Regions from separate parts of the Mus musculus genome. Here region 2 is linked to region 1. The links are chromatin contacts, called in public HiChIP or PLAC-seq maps. All regions are on one chromosome and are shown on one strand. The core of a region is the stretch at or near the end of the contact, and the rest is flanking DNA. Distances in the headings are between cores, read along the strand shown.

Region 1 (6,933 bases), core at 2,260-4,759:
CAGAGGCAGGTGGATTTCTGAGTTTGAGGCCAGTCTGGTCCCAGGACAGCCAGGGCTATACAGAGAAACCCTGTCTTGAAAAAAACCAAAAAAAAAAAAAAAAAAAAGTACACAGTGTGAAGCATTTTTGCTGTAGCTATAGAAAACAGATACAATAGCTAAATACATTCCATTAAAAAAATTTTTTTTATTAGGTATTTTCCTCGTTTACATTTTCAATGCTATCCCAAAAGTCCGCCATACCCCCCCCCCTAAATACATTCCTAAACTCACAGTTTTTAAAAACCTTTTCCAAATAGTTTTCTGTCACTCATCTCCCTGGTCTTCCTTCTCTTTCTTGAACCCAGGACCTCATACAAACTAGGAAAGCAGCCTGTGACAGCACAGTCTCCCTTTTCTCACTCATGTTCACGTTCTTGAATACCCACTATAAGCCTGTAGGCCACCACTGTCATCGTCCTCCCTTCCCTTGACTTTTTATTCAAGGCATCTTCAAACACACATCACTTTCTATACTTAGAGTTTACAGACCATCTCCCTTAAAGCTCCACTAAGGCAGGCAGTATTTATGCACTGCTCTGACACCAGCATAAAGAGCATGGGCTGATATTTTATTATGTATTTGACAAATGAATGAAGTAGACTTGGCTTCTACGTTCTCACTCTGAGAACTCTAAATGTTCACTATTAGTCTCCTATGAGCTCCTAAAAGCACATCACAGAGAATGAGCTTAAGGTCAAACAGAGCTTCATGGTGAAGATCACTAAAGAGCTCCATCTCCCAAAAGTAAGAGATGAGAATGAGAAAAGCTTCCGGTAGGTGGCTCTGAAAACTCTGCTTCTCTTTGTTTTCCTATTACCACTTATAAGAGACAAAGCTAAGGAAGAATCACTTTGAAATCTACAAACTTTCAACTAAATCCCAGGAGCGAGAAGAAGAAATGGTCCTTACCTGCTGCAAAGAGGTTAAGGTTGGGATGGGCAGCCAGGACCCAGAAGCGATCATGATCCCTACGGAAAGTCTGAACCCCAGTCCTAGAAAACCAAAAGGTACAGAAGAAACCGTTAATCAAGGCTCTTCAGTACAGCATGCACAAGGAAAGTGAGTAGCAGGCCTGGAAGATGACTTTACAAGTGCACTGGAGACAGGGAATGCTGTGCACTCAGCTAAGGATCAGGACCACACCCACAAGGAACACAGTGGGAGGGAAGGCTTCACACTAACCCAGGCCTAGGCAGGCCAGTTTCTCCCTTGTCTCTCCTAATGTACTTTTAGTTCACATTTCTACCTCTTTAGCTGAACAATGAAGGGAAGAAAAAAATATACTCAAATTTAGAGGAGAAAAAGAATACAGGGAGATTTGTACCTAAAAAATATTGTTGCTATTTTAGTCTCTAAGGGTTTTTGCTGTTGCTTGCTTATTTATTTATTTACTGCTTTACAGCAGTGTGGATTACATTTATGGCCTCATGCATGACAGGCAAGCACTTTAACCACTAAGCAATACAGCCTTAGAACTTCAGAACACAGGACTTGGTTTTTCATCATGCTGAAGAGAAAAAGAAGTATTCTAATTTTTTCCTTTCCTTTTACAGATATTAATATTGCATAAGGAGTGTGTGTGTGTGTGTATGTGTGTGTGCGCGCACGCACGCGCGAAGACAAAGGATAAGACAAAGAAAGGGTCCTTCTCTTGGGTTTGGTCACATGACATAAATAATTCCCTTACCGCTTAGACATATCCCAGACTCGAATACTCTTGTCTTCAGAATTGCTGAGGATCAACTCTTGGCGAGGGTGAAAAACAGCACAAGACACATTGTTGTAATGGCCCCGGCAGGTGTCAACCTCCCATGCCTTTGATTCTGAAGAACAAAAGGAATTGTTATCACAATTCTCTGTAATAACTCTGGGATCTATAAATCCAACACCCATTCTTTAAAAAAAAAAAAAAGATTTTAGTTGTGTTTTTAGTTTTGTGTGTATTTATCTGTATGTGGTTTTTTGCATCTGAGTGTAGTATCTGTGGAGGCCAGAAGGCAGCCCTTGGGCCCCTGGAGCTGAAGTAACAGATGTCTGTGAGCTGCCTGACATAGGTGCTAGGAACCAAACTCAGCCCTCTGTGGGTCCACTGAGCCATCTCTAGCCCCAGCTTTTTGAGGAGACAAGGTTTTGCTATATGGCTCAGGACGGCCTTGTGCTTGTGATCCTCCTGCCTCAGCCATGCATGCTGATACTGCAAGACTATACCATCATGTACATGCATGCTGATACTGCAAGGCTATACCATCATGTACATGCATGCTGACACTACAAGGCTATACCGTCATGTTGACACTGCAAGGCTATACTGTCATGTATATGCATGCTGACACTGCAAGGCTATACTGTCATGTACATGCATGCTGACACTGCAAGGCTATACCGTCATGCTGATACTGCAAGGCTGTACTGTCATGTACATGCATGCTGACTCTGCAAGGCTATATCGTCATGCTGATAGACATTGCAAAGCTATACTGTCATGGACAGCTGTGATGATGCTCTTTAAATGCAAGTGCTAAGTACTATTGCAAAATGCTAAATCAATTTTCCCCAAATGGGACAATGTTTTTCATGTAAGTTTCTTCCTCTTTATTTTATGTTTATTTTTTTTAGTTACTTGAACCTTTTTTTGCGGGGGGGGGGGGGTGTCAAGACAAGGTTTTGCTGTTGCTCAGGCTACCTTTGACCTCCTAGGAATTGTACTACCTCAGCCTCTTTTTTTTTTTTAGGAAATCTTTTTTTTTTAAATTAATTAATTTATTTATTATATGTAAAGTACACTGTAGCTGTCTTCAGACAGCACCAGAAGAGGGCATCGGATCTCATTACGGGTGGTTGTGAGCCACCATGTGGTTGCTGGGATTTGAACTTCCGACCTTCGGAAGAGCAGTCGGGTGCTCTTACCCACTGAGCCATCTCACCAGCCCCTACCTCAGCCTCTTGAGTAGCCACAGCTACCTCAGCTCCAAAATTCCTGTTTTTCTGTACATCTCTGTTCTTTTATTATGTACCTCTACTGACTGTAACAGCTATATTAAATAATTCTTTATGCTTCTACTCTTATTTTATCCACATAGTATATGTATTACTTGCTGATTCTGAGAACAAATATAAACTCTATATCATGGAAATTTTGAGTCACAATAATATAAATATGGCCCTAAACACAGTCTAAAACAAAGCAGCTACTCACAATTTGTCACATGAACTTTTACTCTTGACTATGCTCATATCTCTCAAAATCAAGATACTGCCATGAGGGGTGTGGAGGGGAGGAAGAGACAATGATCATGCACTTAGGAATAGCAGTAAATAATCAACTAAGGCCTAAGGCAGAAAAATAGGCCAAAGTCCAGAAAACCTGGCTACTTCCCCTTGCTGGCTGGCTGCCACTTTCTTGGCTATGGCAACATCGCCAGTACCTTACTCACCATTCATACGCCAGATCTTCACTTGCCGGTCATCTGCCCCAGATACAATAAGGGGCATAGTCGGGTGGAAGGCAGCCCAGTTGACTCCACGGTCATGACCCTGTTAAAAAGAGAAAAAGTGGGTCTTCTACAACAGCTGTAAAAACACAATTCAAAGAAAACCATGCTAGTGTTTATAACAAAATGTGTCTGTTTCTTTTTCTGTGATACGGGCAATCAAAGTCAGGGCCTTACAGGTGCTGAAGTCAGTACTCTATCACTGATCTATTTCCTCAGCCTCTGAAATACTCAAGGCAAAAGACTTAAGAGATTGTGCCACTGTAGAGATCATTTGTTGATATTTTATTTTCATTTGACTTTTTTTTTTTTTGTAACAAACATTTGGGTTTTTTTGTTTGTTTGTTTGTTTTGGCTTACTATAAAGCTTTGAACATTAGAATAACCATATCAACATGTCCAATATTAATTCAAATTCTCATGGGATGTTGCAAACATTTCCACAAGGAAATTCAGCTTTGTTTATAGTTAGGTTTTCCTTACTTTTTACTTGTCTATATATGTTTTATTTCTACAAGTAATTGCAACATCATAAGGATAAAGATTTATAAGTTAACGCCTAAATTCTCAAATACCTTGAAAGAGTCCTAAGATCCCACTGGAAAATCTACAAGTTCAAAGCTATTTTTCAAATCCTACTAAGATTTTATTTGCCTTTATTGTTATTCTCCATGACTACATAGTGGTGTTTTCCACAGGATGCATTATAAGTGATGACATCGTTGTTCTGACAGCTAATAAAATGTATGCTGACAAAATCCACATTTTAAAGGTTCTCAGGTTTAGGCTGGAGGTGTCATCCAGTAGAAGGGCATGTGCACAAAAAAACAAAAACAAGGGGCTACAGAGATGGCTAATCGATTAGGAGCATTGATTGCTCTTACAAATGACCCAGGTTGGGTTCCAAGCACCCAGATACTGTTTCTAACTTCAGTTCCAAGGGATATGGTACCCTCTTATGGCCTCTGAAGGCAGCAGACAGACAGTAACATGGTACACAGATACACATGCAAGTAAAATACTCCTCTACATAAAAATAAACTAGTTAAATTAAATTCTTATGAAGCTTTAAGAGTCTAAAGGGCATAAAGTTAAGGACGCTAACTTCATGACAGTCTCTATGCTATTTACACGACCGTACTTCATTTCTTTGGCAGAACGATGCACATGGCAGTGTTGAGTGAGAAGTGTTAGGGTATTTTGTATTTGTAAAAACATGTGGGTTTTGAAGTTGGAGCCCAGGATTCAATGCATACAGCTGGACTTTGGGGAACTGTAATTTTTCTAAATCTCTTTTTTTTTCATCTGTGGGATTAAACAGTTCACATTTCAGCGAGTAGTTTTATAGTAAGACTTTAATTTTAGAAAACCTAGTTTCTTTTCTTAGGCTTTTCTATTTCCCACCATGAACAAGTTTCTTACATCTTACACATAACTGGCTCTTGGTACTTCTCACTGATTTTCTTTGGGATCTCTCCTTCTACAAGGTCTAAGAATGGCTTTGCTTCATGACAGTAATGGGACACATGTCCAGCTTTCTTCCTACTGGATTTACAAGATGCTATAACTCTCTCTGAGGTGACATGTAATCTTCCTTTCTCTGTTGGCTTACTTAAATTCTATTCCTCAAATCTCAGACGGTCTCTGACACTTAAATATTTGCTGAAAGAATTGAAAAATAAACGTGGGCCAGTGAGATGGCTCAGTGATAAACTGCTTGCTACTCAAGGCACAGTTCAAATCCTGGGACCCACAGAGAGAACTGAGTGCACAGAACTGTCACTGTGGACTCCTCACGGGTGCTGCAGCACACATGCCCACACACATCACACACTCATTTCCAGATGAAAATTAAATCAACAGCATACCGAGATTGTCTCTAGAGAGTAGCATACCCTCACCCACAGTGAGCGACAGAGATAAGTACCTCTAGCACATGCTTCACCACGGCATCCGTGGTTCCAAACAGATCAACGCCAGTTATTCCTCTCACATCCGACTCCACCGCACCAGGAGACAAGTTTTTCTTCCTTAGACCTTTGGAGGGTTAAGGAGTGGGATGAAAGATGCAAATATAATGTTATCAGTAAGAGCACAGTAGCAGAATCACGAAAGGTACAGCGAAAGACTAAGATAAAATGAAATGGGAAACTACAACTAGAGGGAAGGAAGAACCACACTCACAAGCCTACTTACCCCTCACTAGCTCTTCCCTAACACTCAACGATCCCTTAGTGGGAGCCAATCCAAATTCTGACACAACTAAGTTCATTAAATCTCACCTCCAAGAGCTGTCTATTTTAGATTAGTAACACTACCCATTCTTTAATCTTCCCAAAATGTGGCCTCAAATGGTAATCATTCAATGTCCACATTCAGGTTCATAAAATCTATACCTTTTTCTATCACCTTAAAATTTTATTTATTTATTTTATTTTTACCTTAATTTTTTTAAAAATGTATTTTATTAATAGATATGTATGGATGTTTGTCTGCATGCACATCTGTATAACACATGTACGCCTGGTGCCTGTAGAACCCAGAAGAGAGCTACAATGTCCCTGGATTTACAGGTGGTTGAAAGCTGCCAAAAAGGTGCTGGGAATTGAAGCCAGGTCCTTCAGAAGAGTGGTCAGTGCTCTTAACTGCTGAGCCATACCTCTAATCCTCATAATAAAAAATTTAAAGAAATGCTCCTGGGGAAGATCTCACTTTAGTGTTTTCCAAGCTGGAAGCAATTTACAGGAAAGTTCCAGATGCACTGCTGAAGTAGACATAATAAACAAAACAGCTGTCTAGCTTGGAAGAACTATTACAAATACTATGAGAAGATATGGCAAAGAGTCCTCACACTTCCTACTTACCTCCTGAAAAGGACATCAAATAATTAAAGCCGTCAGAATTCTTCATGTTCTTGCATAAAATGCTGATTATAGATATGAACATACGTATTTTTTCCATTAAAACCTACAGAAGCTATTTTTCACTGGGAGGAATTATTAGCCCATAATTTTTAATGATAGGAAACAAAGACATCAGGATAAGTGTCTGATCTGTGGCGACCCACGCTTATGACCCATCTACACACCTTTAAAGCCTGAGTGCTTGCATTAAGGTGTGGCGGGTCATACATGCAATTTCTACAATCAGGAGGCAGAAACAGGAGTACTGTTTTAAGTTGAGCCTGGCCTACAGAGAAAAGTCCTATTCCAAAAAGCAGGGAGAGGTAGGGGAAAGCTGACTAACTGTATTAAAACCAGAACCAAAATTATAGTACAAATACCAGTTTCATCAGATTTGTTTCTGATAACAACCTTTAAAGACAGGTAATAATCATATATAATTATACCAAATTACATAAAACAAAATTAAGACTAAATTCCTACCTTTTAAAATATT
Region 2 (6,006 bases), core at 633-3,132, 290 kb before region 1:
CATACCACACTCACTCACACATACACCACACACACATACACACACACACACACACACACACACACGCACTCACACACCACATATACTACACACACACTCATACACACACTGTCACACACCACACACACACTCATGCATGCACATACATACCAACACATATTGTCCTCAGGAGCTAATCTATCTGAAAGAAATAAAAGCCCAGTGAAATATAATAATACCTCAAAAATATTAGCCTTACACCCACATTTTTCCTTACTAATTAACCTCTCCGGTTTTTATAACTGGAGTTTTTATCGCTCAAAAGAGGCTTGTGAGTTAGGCCTTGAAGAGTGGGTGGCACAAGGTCTGAACGCCAGGAGACAGGCAAGCCCACTTGACAGAGAGACAGCACAAATGAGGGCTTTGCAACTGGGGTCATTCCCGAAAACTGCATTATCCGGTGAGCCAGAGTGAGGTGGAGGGAGGGAAAGCAGTGGGAGACAGAAGGCGCTGCAGCGGCGGTTGGACTTCTTGCAGGTCACGGAGCTTCCCCGGTGCTTTCATCAGAATGGTGACAGGAACAGATGTGCCTTAGAAAGCAGACGGTGGCAGCAGAGGGGAGGATAGATGAGAGGTGGGATGAAGGGCAAGAGAGATGGAAAGCGAGACCAGTCAGAGCTATCGATTCTAGGTGCGGGATAATGAGGGCCTGCGCTGGAGAACTGGCAACGGGCGATGGCAAGATGCCAGCGGGCTCTGGGGACATTAAAGGGTAGAGCCGACAGGATTTAGTGACTGATTAGACGGGGGCAGGGTAGTAAGAGAAGGAATAGGAGGTGATTATAAACTTCTAACTTAGAAAACTAGGCAGACCCTGATGGCATTTGGAAATGACAGGCAGTAAGAAAGTGCTTTCTTTCCCTTTGCACAGCTGTCACCATGGACACCCTGTGAAGAACTCAACTGTCCCCACCTCCCACTTGATGTACTCCTGTATAACTCAATTCAACAAACCAGGGAGAGTAGGTGGAGCACCTTAGTAGCTCAATGGCGTTGACTACTCTCGCCCATCTTTGCTTGGGTCTGTAAAACCCCTGGAAAATAAGGGAGTAAGAGAGAATGCCAGTCCTTATAGAACTCAAGGCATAGTCACGCACTGAAACTGTAGGACAAGATGACCTGCACTGTAAAATAAAAGTGCTGTACCGGAGGATGCTTTGCAAAGGTCACCCTTAAACAGGAACTGGCGAGAGAGACAAGAAGGGCATTTTACCACAGGAGCAGCACATGTTTTCAAAGCGTGAAGAGACGGCAAATTTGGGTAAGGTGGTTGGGAGGAGGTAGATGAAGCAGAACAGGGAAGAACCAATCATAAAGGTCAGGTGAGGAGCAATGGCTTAGTGGGTGGAGTGTTCCCCTAGCACGCACAAAGCCCTGGGTTCAGTCATCACTATGTGTAAACCTGGCACGGAGCACATACCTACATGTAAGTCGTGGGTCAGGAGCCAAGATGATTCTTGGCAGGCTGGAGAGATGGCTCAGTGGGTAAGAGCACTGCCTGCTCTTGCAATGGTCCTGAGTTCAATTCCCAGCAACCACATGGTGGCTCACAACCATCTGTAATGGGATCCAATGTCTTCTTCTGGTGTGTCTGAAGAGAGCAATAGTGCACTCATATATAATTCTTGGTGATACAGTGAATTCAAGGTCAAGCTGGGCTTCATGAAGCTATCTCTCTCTCTCTCTCTCCCTCTCTCTCTCTCTCTCTCTCTCTTTTAAAGGTTGTGGTGGTTTGAATAGGTGTGGCCCCTATAGACTCATGTGTTTGAATGCTAGTCCCACAGGGAGTGATACTATTCGGAGGTGTGGCCTTGTTGGAGTAGGTGTGGCCTTATTGGAGGAAGTGAGTCACTGGGAGGGCAGGCTTTGAGGGCTCAGAAACTCAAACCAGTTCTCTTCCTGCTGCCTGGGTGTAGAACTCTCAGCTCCTTCTCCAGCACCTTGTCTCCCTGCATGCCACCATGTTTCTTGCAGTGATAATAATGGACTAAACCTCTGATCTGTAAGTCAGCCCCAGTTAAATATTTTCTTTTATAAGGGTTTCTGTTGGTCATGTTGTCTCTTCACAGCAGTGAAACCTTAACTAAGACAAAGAAGATCATGTTGATTTTGTAAAGGCCTGTTTAATCACCGACATCCCAGCCATGGCTTCCCCCTCCATCCTCTCCTCCTAGGACCTCCCTCCCAACAGCCCCTTCCTGTCCCATTCACTCCCCTATGTTTCTCTTCAGAAAAGGGCTGGCCTGGATGGATATCAACCAGCCACGGCATATCAAGTTGCAGTAAAACTCGGCACCTCCTTTTCTATGAAGGCTAGACAAGACAACCCCGGTAAGGGGAAGGGTCCTAAAAGCAGGTAACTGAGTCAGAGACAGCTCCTGCTGTTAGGAGTCCCACAAGAAGACCAAGCTACACAACTGTAACATATGTACAAAGGGTCCAGGTCCAGCCCATGCAGGCTCTCTGGTTGATGGCTAAGTCTCTGTGGGCCTTACGGGCCTAGGTTAATTGATTCTGTGTGCTTTCTGTGATTTCCTTGGTCCCTCTCGCTCCTACAATCTGCACCCCCTCCATAGGGTTCCTCGAGCTCTGCCAGATGTTTAGCTGTAGGTCTCTACATCTGTTTCCATCAGTTGCTGGGTAAAGTCTCTCTGATGACAATTGGGCTAGACACCAATCTATGAGTATAGCAGAATATCATCAGGAATCAGTTCATTGACTTTTTTTCCCATTCGTGTTTGGTTCTCTGGTGGGTCTCTGGGCTATCTAGCCTCTGGCTCCTGACCCCTTGGGCAGTGTCAGGGGTGGGCTCCCTCTCATGGCATGGGTCTCGAGCTGGACCAGTCACTAGTTGGCCACTTTCAAATTTCTGCACCACCTTCATCCCAGCACATCTTGTAGGCTGGACAAATTGTAGGTCAAAGGTTTTACGGCTGGGTTGGTGTCTCAGTCCCTCCACTAGAAGTCTTACCTGGTTACAGGAGATGGCTGGTTCAGGCACTGTATCCCCTGTTGCTAGGAGACTGATTTTAAGAAGGAAATTTTTAAAAGCCACTGCTATTATCCAGTATTAAAGGGAAGCAGATAACATCTTAGTACCCACCTATCCCAGGTTCTACACTAGCTTTATCCAGACCGAGGATGGATTAGTTATGTGGACATTTATTTCAGCCATTGAATTGTGAGTTACAATCACTTTTCCATCAGTTGCCTGTATCAGACTATGAAACCCTTGAAGAGAGAACTGTTATTTTTATCGTCTTTATTCCAAGAGCCTGAGTATGAAACCAAAGTTGATACCTAGCACTATCCACTATGAATGAATAATCATTGAACTAATCTTTTTCCTGCACTTCCAGACTTCTAGAGCCCAGTGGATCATTTTCTGTTCACCATAGCAAAATGTTCGCCAGAGGAAGGAATGAGGACCATCCTGGAAGATCTGGGTTCCAGCCCTCCTAAATATACTATCTTGGACCTTGGACAAAGCATACATATTTTTAGTAATTTATTGATTTTTTTGGGGGGGCATATATGCTACAGTGCTTATGTGTAGGTCAGAGGACAGCTTTCCCAAGTCAGTTCTCTTTGTAGTGTGTGGGTCTTGAGGATCAAGAGGTCAATAGAATGATATCTGAAATTGCATACATGCGAAGTGCCTACGTCATTCCCATGCAGGCTCTTTGGTTGGCAGCTCAGTCTCTGTCTGCCCCATGGGCTCAGGTTAGTTCTGTGGGTATTCTTGTGGTGCCCTTGACCCCTCTGGCCCCTACAATCCTTCCTTCCCATCTTCCACAGGATTCCCCAAGCTCTGCCTAAAGTTTAGCGGGTCTCTGCATCTGTTTCCATCAGTTGCTGGGTAAAGCTGAAGTGGAAATTTCTGGTTTCTTTGGAAATTCAGATATGTCATATGATGTTTTGTTGGGGCAAATAGGTGAAAGGATGTTTTGCTGAAGCAGATATAAGTGAGAAGATGTTTTGCTGAAGCAGACATGTAAGAGGACACATGATGCTTAGAAAGACTATGACTCCACAGACAGTGGAAGGTGGCTCTGGCATTGGTCAACCTTGTAGTGTGTCACTGATCTTGGCTTGTCATGACCTTGTAGAAACCAACTCACCAAAGAACTTCTCGTGATATTCCAGAGGCTTCTTGACATTTCTTCCAACCTGGGCCGATTGGCAGAGCCTCTCGGGCCATGCTAATTCCTGAGTGGTGATTGCTGAGTGGACTGGACTGCAGCTGCTGATTGCTAGAGGATTGGAACTGCCCCAGTGAACTATTTCTGAACAGGTCCACAACCCCTGTTTCCTATTAACCTTTCTTTTCCACTACCTCTGGTGGCTGGTGGGCTAGAAGGGAGGTTGAAGCATTTAAGAACCCTTATTGAAGAAGGTTTTGAAAACTCTAAGCCTACGTGAATCATCTCTGGTGACAACTGGGCTAACCACCAATCTATGAGTGTTACAGAATATCATTAAGAGTCATTTCATTGACTTTTTTTCCAATTGTGTTTGGTTCTATCGTGGGTATCAGAGGAGGAGTGGATGGGGTGGAGGGGACATTGGGGGGAAGAGACTGGGAGGAGGGAGGGGAAACTTTGATTGGGGTGTAAAATAAATGAAATTAAAATTTAAAAAAATCAGCCAGTGATTAAACATACCTTTAAAAAAATAAACATGACCTTTGTCTCAGGGTTTCATTGCTGTGAAGAGACATGACAGCGGCAACCCTTATAAAGAAAAATATTTGACTGGGGCTGGCTTACAGTTCAAAAGTTTAGTCCATTCTACACAAATGAAATTTCCCTAGGAAATCAGCCATTTTCATGAAGCATTAAGAGAAACTTGCAAAATAATTAGAAAATAAAGAACTGGGGTCAGCGGTGGCAGGATCCAACTCTGGCCTTGCGTCAAGCAGCTCTTTAGTTCCTGAAAGCCACTAGTTTCTGAGTAGACTTTTTTTAAATCTGTAAAATAAGCATAGGAACATCCTCCACCCAAGCGTTTACCCATCCTCATCTTAAAAATCACAGTATGTTTATGGAAGCTTAATGGGGTCTCACATAGGTTTTACTAACAGAGTATGTTTCTAATGTTACTGCTATTCCTCAAAATCAGAACATTTATTTTATTTGAATCATCTATGACCATATTTGACACATGGCAAGGATCTATAAATAACTGCCCAAAGAATGGAGAGCAAAGCAGGTTAAAATGTTCTTTGTGAAATGAACTGAACCTCAAATATTCATGCTCCAAATTATTTTAAATAGTCACTGTAAGTGTCATTTCACTTTAGATAGCAGACGCTGCAATTAGCACTGTGTCTGCACAGCTAGAAACATTGCCATTTAGTCTGGGTTTTATTCACCATAATGAATATGAATGCGTTTTGACTAAATGAATGGTTCTGCTAGAGTGGTGCTGAATACAATGTGCTCATGCTATTGTGATACTTCTGACCCAGGCAGAAGACATGTACTTCCATCCACAGAGCACTAAGCTTTGAACGACAACCTCCGCCCCCCAGTACCACACAATGGAGAAAAAAATGCTATGCAGATTGGCGGCCCAAGCCAAACCTCCACTGATTAGTGCCAGGCATTAGTGGTACAAGTCTTTAATCCCAGCACTTGGGAGACAGAGGCAGGTGGATCTCTTGAGTTCGAGGCCAGCTTGGTCTACAGAGCTAGTTCCAGGATGGCCAGGGCTACACAGAGAAATCCTGTCTGGATTTCCTTTGGAACTCTAGAATAATTCCCTCCTCTTATTCCACCATCTAGTGTGTGTGTGTGCATGTGTGCTCCTGTGTCCGCACACACACATCCATAATATATAATCCCAACTCACACACACATATACATAATATATACATATAATTCCAATCGAATCCTTTGCTTTGATAATGCCATAACTTTCATGGCTGAATAAAACTCTGGTATGTAGACTTCACCTTTTCTTTAT

Evidence for each region. HiChIP or PLAC-seq counts read pairs in DNA pulled down with a chosen protein or histone mark.
Region 2: a contact with region 1 is called in an HNF4G HiChIP or PLAC-seq map of pancreatic cancer cells. The contact joins two enhancer-like sites. A contact is called at or near these places in 1 of 115 datasets of contacts at active chromatin or transcription factors (pancreatic cancer cells) and 2 of 9 other capture datasets (adipose tissue and pancreatic islet).

The regions. Positions count from the first base shown.
Region 1 is chr1:172,096,312-172,103,244 of GRCm38.p6, reverse strand. It overlaps Copa (coatomer protein complex subunit alpha), which reads right to left. Exons shown (of 33, transcript NM_009938.4): 7 at 5,462-5,571; 8 at 3,478-3,577; 9 at 1,731-1,866; 10 at 953-1,035. Among named protein-coding and RNA genes, the nearest start is that of Ncstn, 17 kb to the right of the region's middle. Within about 2 kb of position 3,509, at least 14 of the 459 cell types and tissues checked have an H3K27ac peak or open chromatin away from gene starts, as enhancers often do. A contact at or near this core is called in pancreatic cancer cells, where this site is marked.
Region 2 is chr1:172,386,912-172,392,917 of GRCm38.p6, reverse strand. No RefSeq gene overlaps it. Among named protein-coding and RNA genes, the nearest start is that of Pigm, 13 kb to the right of the region's middle. Within about 2 kb of position 1,882, at least 49 of the 459 cell types and tissues checked have an H3K27ac peak or open chromatin away from gene starts, as enhancers often do. A contact at or near this core is called in pancreatic cancer cells, where this site is marked.